Linked DNA regions of Anas platyrhynchos: regions 1 and 3 are each linked to region 2. The links are chromatin contacts, called in public Hi-C maps. All regions are on one chromosome and are shown on one strand. The core of a region is the stretch at or near the end of the contact, and the rest is flanking DNA. Distances in the headings are between cores, read along the strand shown. Region 1 overlaps IPPK (inositol-pentakisphosphate 2-kinase). Region 2 holds the start of NOL8 (nucleolar protein 8). Region 3 holds the start of ATRIP (ATR interacting protein).

What was found. A called contact is a pair of places that touch in the nucleus more often than the background predicts.
Region 1: a contact with region 2 is called in a Hi-C map of skeletal muscle, with 2.9 times the contacts expected there. The contact joins the enhancer-like site here to the promoter of NOL8 in region 2. A contact is called at or near these places in 3 of 8 Hi-C or Micro-C datasets (liver, skeletal muscle and subcutaneous adipose tissue).
Region 3: a Hi-C map of subcutaneous adipose tissue shows a contact between it and region 2, with 2.7 times the contacts expected there. The contact joins the promoter of ATRIP here to the promoter of NOL8 in region 2. A contact is called at or near these places in 2 of 8 Hi-C or Micro-C datasets (liver and subcutaneous adipose tissue).

The regions. Positions count from the first base shown.
Region 1 is chr13:16,108,346-16,111,045 of IASCAAS_PekinDuck_T2T, reverse strand. It overlaps IPPK (inositol-pentakisphosphate 2-kinase), which reads right to left. Exons shown (of 16, transcript XM_072044235.1): 8 at 1,223-1,344; 9 at 688-777. CENPP (centromere protein P) reads left to right here. Exons shown (of 10, transcript XM_027467670.3): 10 at 1-1,462. Among named protein-coding and RNA genes, the nearest start is that of ECM2, 38 kb to the left of the region's middle. Within about 2 kb of position 1,290, at least 3 of the 8 cell types and tissues checked have an H3K27ac peak or open chromatin away from gene starts, as enhancers often do.
Region 2 is chr13:16,258,662-16,261,361 of IASCAAS_PekinDuck_T2T, reverse strand. It overlaps NOL8 (nucleolar protein 8), which reads right to left and starts at 1,422. Exons shown (of 17, transcript XM_038185802.2): 1 at 1,290-1,422; 2 at 463-647; 3 at 256-318. The coding sequence starts at 601. CENPP (centromere protein P) reads left to right here and starts at 1,351. Exons shown (of 10, transcript XM_027467670.3): 1 at 1,351-1,485; 2 at 2,576-2,680.
Region 3 is chr13:16,066,531-16,069,372 of IASCAAS_PekinDuck_T2T, reverse strand. ATRIP (ATR interacting protein) reads left to right here and starts at 1,358. Exons shown (of 12, transcript XM_027467728.3): 1 at 1,358-1,690; 2 at 1,770-1,855. The coding sequence starts at 1,390. IPPK (inositol-pentakisphosphate 2-kinase) reads right to left here and starts at 1,231. Exons shown (of 16, transcript XM_072044235.1): 1 at 934-1,231; 2 at 562-710.

The DNA.
Region 1 (2,700 bases), core at 41-2,540, 150 kb after region 2:
AGGGGACGAGAGTGACCGAGAAGGAGCAGTGAAGAAGGACTGGAGGCTGACCATAATCCCCATTCCCCCGTGCCACTCAGTGGGAGGAGGTGGAAGAGGGTGGATGGGGGGAAGGTGCTTTTGGTTTCTTTCCTTTGTTTCTTGCTTCTCTAGGTTGTTAGTAATAGGCAATAGATCTTACTATCTCCCTATGCTGAGTCTGTTTTGCCTGTCACAATAATTACTGCGTGATCTCCCTGTCCTTATCTCAACCCTTGAGCCCTTTTCATCATATTTTCTCCCCATTCCTCTTTGAGGAGGGGGAGTGAGAGAGCAGTTGTGGAGCTCAGCCGCCCACCGGATTAAAACCACCACAGTTACCTGTTGCTTTACGGTATGGGATGTCACCATGCATTCGCTGAGCTGTATTTAAGAGGAAATTTGATTTAAGAGTTTACCTTATCAACAGCTTCAATAGTCCCTAAGGACTAATATTGTATTTGTTTGCTTCCAACTTCCCACAGAACTTTTTCCACCTCTCACTAAACAGATTCACACCCAGCAACTCAGATCCATATCCACCTACCATTGTTAGTCATATCAGAGGTTTAAGCAACAACACGCAAGTTTCAACATGAAAGAAGCTTATAACTGTGAATAAAACACAGTACTGTCAAAAGAATGCAGGACGAAGACCAAAAAAATTACCTTTAGATGCTGATGCATACAGTAACGACACACCTTGTGTTTTATCTCCTGTGAAACATGGCTGGAAAAAGGAATGAAGCCACACTTGGGCTAAAACAAACAAACAGAAATGATTACAAATAGAAATGCATTTCTTTCTACAAAGGGCCTACAATATGCAAATCTTTCAAGTATTTACACAGAAAAAAAAATATAAATCAACACCTAATACTTAAAGGTTTTATATATGTCACCGTACATTATTCCCAATTATTTTAGAGTACTCAGTGAAGAAATAAGGACACACAAAATTGCTGTGGCCTACAGAAGAAACCTACTAATATCTGGGAATTCAAGTTTCAAAAGATCAGAAATTTGGTGAGGGAGTGGGGATGGTATTTTATCCTATGGGTCACAGCAAAAGCAGTGAGCTATGCCATATCCTACTGCTGAATTTCTTCAAATCTACTCTGGTCAGTACATGCTTAAAAACTGTAAAAGAACAAAACCACAATAACAACAACAACAAAAAGAAGGATTTTCTCCTATTCAATACCTTAATCTCTATGCAGAGGATTGGCCGATGTTCCACAAAACGATAGGTCTGCAGCCTGGTAAGATTAGGAAGGCACATTGCATAACCACTAAGTGTGTCCATATCCTTATCACAGCGAGACTCTAGAGAGAAAAAAAAACACCACCGAGAAAATTAAGTGTGTGGATGTTTGTTTTACACTGTAGTTGTGTTGTTCAGCAGTTGGGGGAAGAAAGAAATGAAACAAAACACACACACACACACACAAAAAAACAAAAACAACACAAAGGCAGGACACAGTTTAGCAGGATTTAGCCAATTACGCGCTTGCATAAATCTGGCCTTCCCATTAGCAACACCCATTTTCTCCTTCCTCAAAAGTGTCATAAAGAGTGCTTCAAGAGCTGCTTTTAATGGCCTGTTTCCAGCGCATCCTAAGAAACTTAGCAATGAGAGGCCTGAAACAGCAATGGAGTGGCCAAGGTAGAGATTTATAACTGTATTCAAAGAGACGATCTCATGTTTGCTTACTAAAATTGCTGCCATCCCTGGGCCTGTGGAAATGGACAGGCATATCAATAGCGACAGGCAGAAGTTGAGGAGAAAGTGTAAATCTAAACAGAATCCACAAGTGGCTTAGCTCAATTCCTCAGTTTGCACGTAGTGCTTCTGCAAGGTTTCAAACATTTGTCCCAGGCTTGAAATCAAGATACAACGTACTAAAAAATATTGATAGGAAGCAATTAACTGAAGAACCACCTCTCCCTAACATTCCAGTGTTTACAACAAAATAATAAATAGGACAAAAGCAACATAAATGAAACAAAAGTTAGGTTCCTCCTCCTTAAAGGAGGATTCCTGATTCTATGATAGCTTATTGCAAGAATTTTTAAAACCACCCAAAAATAGTATTTCTGAATATAGTCCAGATAAACAGTCTTGAGGGGAAAAAAGAAAAAAACAAAAAAAAAAAACCTTTAGCAACTTTTATTAGGCACAGTATTTACTTACCTTGCTGGTTTCTGGCACTGTGAAACTTTCTCAGGTGACAACAAGTCAATACAGAGTGTCCTGCCTTATTCATAGGTAAATTAAGTCACTTTTTCCAAAGGATCAAAGGCTTCAAGGAACTGGCTACACTTACCAAAGGATTTTATATCACATCTTTCTTCTATGAAATCTCCTGAAACAGACGTTTCTGAGCCTTCTAAAGAAGGCTTGAGAAAACAGTATTTTAATGAGTATCTTCCACCACCCTCCTTGATCTTTCTAAAGGACTTCAAGAGCAAGGTAAAAAGCTTGTTCAGGAATTATCAAACACAGGCTTAAAGTGGATCCCTTTCTCCAACTTGATGAAACCACTAGCAGATGCAGTTTTACAGCCTGGAACACACCCATTTTTCCACAACAAATTTTCAGCTTTTCATTGTTTTAGTACTGAAAGAAGTTCCCTCATGTTCTGGGTTATGGTACTTTTTTTAACTTTATTTTAAAGCACA
Region 2 (2,700 bases), core at 173-2,672:
ACAAACAAAAAATTACTTCTTCAGTTGCAAGATTTTTTATTCTTTTTTAAATCTGCTAGCATCTGCTCACTGAGAAGTCTAGCAAAAACAGCCTCCATATACTGCAACTTAAAGCAAGTGAATCGAGTACGACAACAGAATGAAACAAGCTCTGCTTGGACCGTGTTCTGACTTGACATCAGATGAACCGTCAGTAACGTAATTTGACTCAGGAACATAATATACTTATAAATAAAATGAAAAGAATATACTTACATTTTTTAAGATCTGTTTCAGAAATGTTGGCAGTGATGTAAGCAAAAGTTTTCGTAGGATTTCCTGCTCAATGATAAACATTAATTTAATTTCTATGTAACTTTAACATTTATTTCCTGAAAATAAAGTATTTCTGAAACAAGAACAGTATTTCACACTATGAGTTGAAGCACAACCCACTTTTAAAGAATGATATAAAACTGTTACCCTGGTCATCTTTTCTGGTAATAATCTCTACATCCGAAACACGTCCAAACTTCCCAAATCTTTCTTGTAGTTCAGCCTTAGAAACTGTATGGCCAAGACCTCCAACATAAAGACGTTTTGAAGCTTGTTCCTTCTCCATATTCAAGAAGTCAAGCTGTCACATCCGTAACACGCACTCTGTTTTTCTGTAAAATGATAACAATAGTTCCAATTATGAAACAAATCATTCCATCAAAATTCCTCCACAAAGAACCTTTGAGAAGAGGGCACCTTTGCTTTGGACTAGGTAACGTGCTCTGCTCCAAACTATCAGCAAGCATTGCTGTATGCTAGGGCTTAGCTTATCTTTTACCTTAAAGCGCATAACTTGCTGCATGACAATACGCGTGAACAGCTCGGCATTCCTTTCGCTTCTCCCCCTGGTATCACAACCGAAAGCTTGCAAGTTATCAAGCTTTTACCTGTAACTTTTAAGGTAACAACACCAGAACTGATGTTTAGGAATACAACCTGTGTGGATTGGTGCAGATGAAGCTCAAGCCCTCCTACACCTCAGAATTTCTTTACAGAAAACAAAACGTTGAGTAGTAGAAACACTGAACTGTGAACCTGTTTAAGTATTTCTGCCCCGACACCACGCGCTCCTGCGCACCTGAGCGCTTGGCGCAAGGGGCCGGTCCCTCCTCACTGCGCGTCTCGTTCCAGCACAAGCGACAACAAAAGCACAGCACAGCAGGGGGAAGGCCGAGCTCACCCCCTTGTTTTCCAGCACACACACACCAACACGATTTAAGCCCCCCCCAGCCCCAGCCCCAGCCGCCGCTCACCGCCTCCATGTGCGCTCCTCACGGAGCCGCTGCCGGTGCCGTCCCCCTCTCAGCCCTTCCCGGCGCCGTCTCCCCGCAGGAGGGTTCCGCCTCCCGCTGCTCCTCCCGCGCTGCCGCCGGGCTCCTGTTGGCGGCCGGTCAGGTTTGGGGGCAACACACGGCTCGGGGCACGGGACGCAACCAACTCGGAAGAAAGGTAGAGGGGGTGTTTCCCCAAGATAGAAGCGAGAAAATTAAAGGAAGTAGCCACATCAACAACCCCGTTACTACTCATCTCATATAGAAACCTCAGCATCTGTCCTTTCGGATATTTCGCTATTCCTCAAGGGCGCAACGAAAGCCCGGTGCTGCGGCTGGCTCCCCCCTCTCCGGCAGCAGCAGTGGTAGCGCCCGGTGCGGCGGCGGGGCGGGCTGGGCGCGCAGTTCGAAGGCGCGGCGCGCGCGGCGGTTGGGCGGGGGGCGCCTCGCGCGGCGGCCGTTGGAGCTGCGCGCGGGCGGGTGGGCGAGAAGCTGAGGGGGTCGACCCTGAGGCGGACACACGCTCGGGACGAGGAGAAAAAACTGCTGTGCCCGTACAGGTACGTCTCGCTCGGGTAAGAGGAAGCGCTGCTGTCTGCCGGGGGCGATGCTCTTTGAACTGCTGAGGGTCCCCGGGCTCTGCGGCACCGCCCGAAGCTTTAAACCCGCTCCCAGCCCCAGAGTTCGCTGGCACGGGAAGCTTCGGCTATAGCGACCTCCCGATTGTTTTCCCAAGGCGCTCTCTGTTAAAGCCGTGGTGTTTGTCAACGCGTTCTATTTACAGAATCACAGAATTTCTAGGTTGGAAGAGACCTCAAGATCATCGAGTCCAACCTCCGACCTAACGCTAACAGTCCCCACTAAACCATATCCCTAAGCTCTACATCTAAACGTCTTTTAAAGACTTCCAGGGATGGTGACTCCACCACTTTTTGTTTTGAATGTTTTCATATATATGTTATTCATATGCCGTTTCTTGTGAAGTAAAGCAACAAAATCCCATTTTCCCCTCATCCCTTTTTATTGAGCCACGTTAGTGTGGTTGCGTTCAAATACATCAGTGGTTATGTGCAAATGCACAAAATAAAGCTAGATTTTTTTTTTCCTATTGAAAGCTCTAATGCATCGGTTGGGTAATGTTCTCTGCAGTCCTTTGAATGTGTTGTGTCTAAACTAGTGTGCTAATCTCAAGGTGTTTTTTTCTCTTAATGGTATTTACTTGTTTTGACTTACTCGAGAAAGATGTTTGTTTCTTTGTATCCTTTTAGCGCTGTTTCCATGAGAGGCAGATTATGCTCTTGCCCTGCATAAGAGTAGCTGGGCTTTGTTTAACCAGCTGGCAAGCACAGCTCTGCTCACTGTGAGAAACTAAGGTGCGTTTCATCACAGGATC
Region 3 (2,842 bases), core at 109-2,608, 190 kb after region 2:
TATCAGCCATACATCATCACTATTAAAAGTAAAAACAATAACTAACAATAGCGCTAGCCCAGTCTGTTATCATATAAAATAATCATAAAATGAAAAATACAAAGACCAAGTAAAATCTTAGTCAAGATCCTTTTTGCTTACAGTTCTCAGTCTGCCTTTCTAGAGTGACTGACACAGAAACCTAGACCCTCTACAAGAAGGTTTTAACTAACGCAATAAGTTTTTGTTTTACACCATCTATTTGAAGCATCTCTCATTAAACATAACCCAGTAAAAACACTCTTACAAACAGTAAGTGCCTTTATCACCACACTACAGAGCCAAACATGACGCTAACATTCCCACTACAGACACAAATAGTATTTCCAAAGGACACATTCAATGAAGTAAATGCCAAGACTTTCCACAGTCTCCTCCACCTAATAAGTTAATTAACAAGGTATATCTTTTTATAAGAAGACTTACACCTATACCCCACCGGTAAAATGATGCAAACCTTCTCTTTACAACCACTCCCCCTTGTGCTAAGTAGCTGCAGCTGCCTGAATCCTAAGGGCTCACCTGTGACCAGGTTAGTGCAGGAGCTGGGCCAGCTGAGAGCACCGCTCAGGCTGCCTTTCTTTTGGCCTTTATAGCTGGTCCCAGGCTCTCACTGTTTATGCACGAACGATGAATAAAACACATTGTGCTCCAGCAGTGATTTCAGTGCACTGCATGCGAAGGGCAGCAGAGAAACGAACAAAAGCAATCAGATTTCTCCTGTGGAAGCTGAGATGTGCTGCCAGCAGCACCGCGGGCCTCGTGTGAGGGTCACCAGGGCTCCCTAGCACCGGGGCTGTCACTGAGCCTCCTGCAGAGCCTAACGCTGCGAGGCCACGGCCTGCTCGGCAGGGTTTGGCAGCATATTGGTGGCCCTACGCCCACCTGGGTTACCTGGAGCAGACAGCAGCTGGAAAGGCGGTTTTGCAGCCCAATTTAGGGACATTTTACGGACAGACTGAGGTGCGAGTACAGCAGCCCACTGCTGCCGGTAGCCCAGCAGCAGGCTTTTACCACAGATTTTTCGCAGACAGAGCCCTTTCCCGATATTATGACCCGCTACCGGCTCTGCTTTATTAGAGAACAAAACAAAATAAAAAAAAATTTAAAAAAAAAAAAAAGTGAAAATAAGGCGGTTGGGACCCCAATTTCTGTGGGAAAGGCCCCAAAGGGCCAGGAGGCGGCGGCCGCGGGGGATTTACCACAGCGAGGGGGCGGTGACGCGAGCTGCCGTGACGTCACCGCGGCGGCCCCCATTGGCCGGGCGGGCGGGCTGCCGGCCGCTGATTGGCTGCCGGGCGGCGCGGCGGGCTCCGCGCCCCGTCCCCTCAGAGCTCGGCGCCGGCCGCTATGGCGGCGCCCGGGCCGCGGAAGCGCAGCGGCCCCGCGCTGTGCGGGGCGGGCTGGGTGCGGGGCCCCGCTCCGGCCGCGCCGCTGGGCAACGGCGTCCCGCCTCACAAGCGCCCCAAGGGGCCGGCGGCGGGCGGCGGCGAGGCGCCGGAGGACCCGTTCGGGGACGGCGACGACTTCACGGCGGACGAGCTGGAGGAGATCGAGACGCTCGCCTCGCAGGCGCTGTCGCAGGACGCGGGGCGCGGCTGGGGCGGCCGGGCCGGGCCGCGGGGCAGGGCTGCGGGGCAGGAGCCCGCAGGTCGGTGTGAGGGGAGCGGGGGGTGCTGGGGCGAGCCGAGCCGAGCCGAGCCTCACGGCCCGCCGGGCTCTTTCCTCAGCAGGGGGCGGCGCGGATACCGGGCTGCCGAGGGACGCGTTCCGCTACGAGGTGCTGCAGACACAGCACGAAGAGATCCGGCACAAGGTGGGCGGCGGCGGGCACGGAGGTGGCTGCGGTACCTCCCGGGGATGCCGCGTGGGAACAGGAAAGAGATGCAGGGAGTGCAGGGACGCGCCCCGTCCAGCAGCTCAAACATCAGATCTGAGCAGGGTTGTGCAAATGTTTTACCATTTTCTTTTAGTCTCTGGTAAAACTTCACACAGAAACTGCTACCAGAGGTAGTGTGATATCCTTCAGTCTGTTTTTTAAAATGACCAGGTGGCTGGTTTTTGATAGCTCTTAGCGTCAAAGCGGTCAGCAGCTTAACAACACGTTGTGTCAGAAAATGTCTTCTTTGATTTGGCTTTGAAGGTCATGTGTGGTTCTAGCAGATGGGGCTTGACTACTGAGAGAGGCAGCAAATAGCAATAATTTCTGCATAGCGGTTCCGCTTCAATAGATCTTTGTTTCCTCGCAGTTGTGCTTTCTCCCATATGGAAGGGTCCTACGCTATTTACAGTTCTGTCACCATCCTTACCTCTCTTCCACTTCTTTTGTTTCCTCCTTTATTGGGAAGACCCTGCCTGTACACCACGTGAGGGTAAAATATCATTTTACATCCTGATATAGAGGTGTCTTTATACTTTTTTCTCAATTCTTTTCTGAATAACCCATTCTGTTCTCTCTCCAGTCTTGTCTCTGAGCAGTGATGGCTGTTCAGAGTAATCGAGGCTATACGTGTCATGAACATACTGTCTGGGGGTGGTAACTTGTCCGAGGACAGCGTTGTTGTTGGCTGCTGTGCTTGATGAGATACTGTGGTTAAATTATCATTGTTACATCCCAACATTTTAATAAGTTTTTGTTGTGTGCGACTAGAGTACTTGTCAAAGAAATAGCATAAACATAGAGGAGGTGAAAGAATGGTCTCTGACAGATACCAGGATAGAACATTGACATATACCTTTGCTGTCACTTTATAATTCTGTTAGAGAAAACACTTAATTAGGAAAAAAAAATAAAAGATTAGAA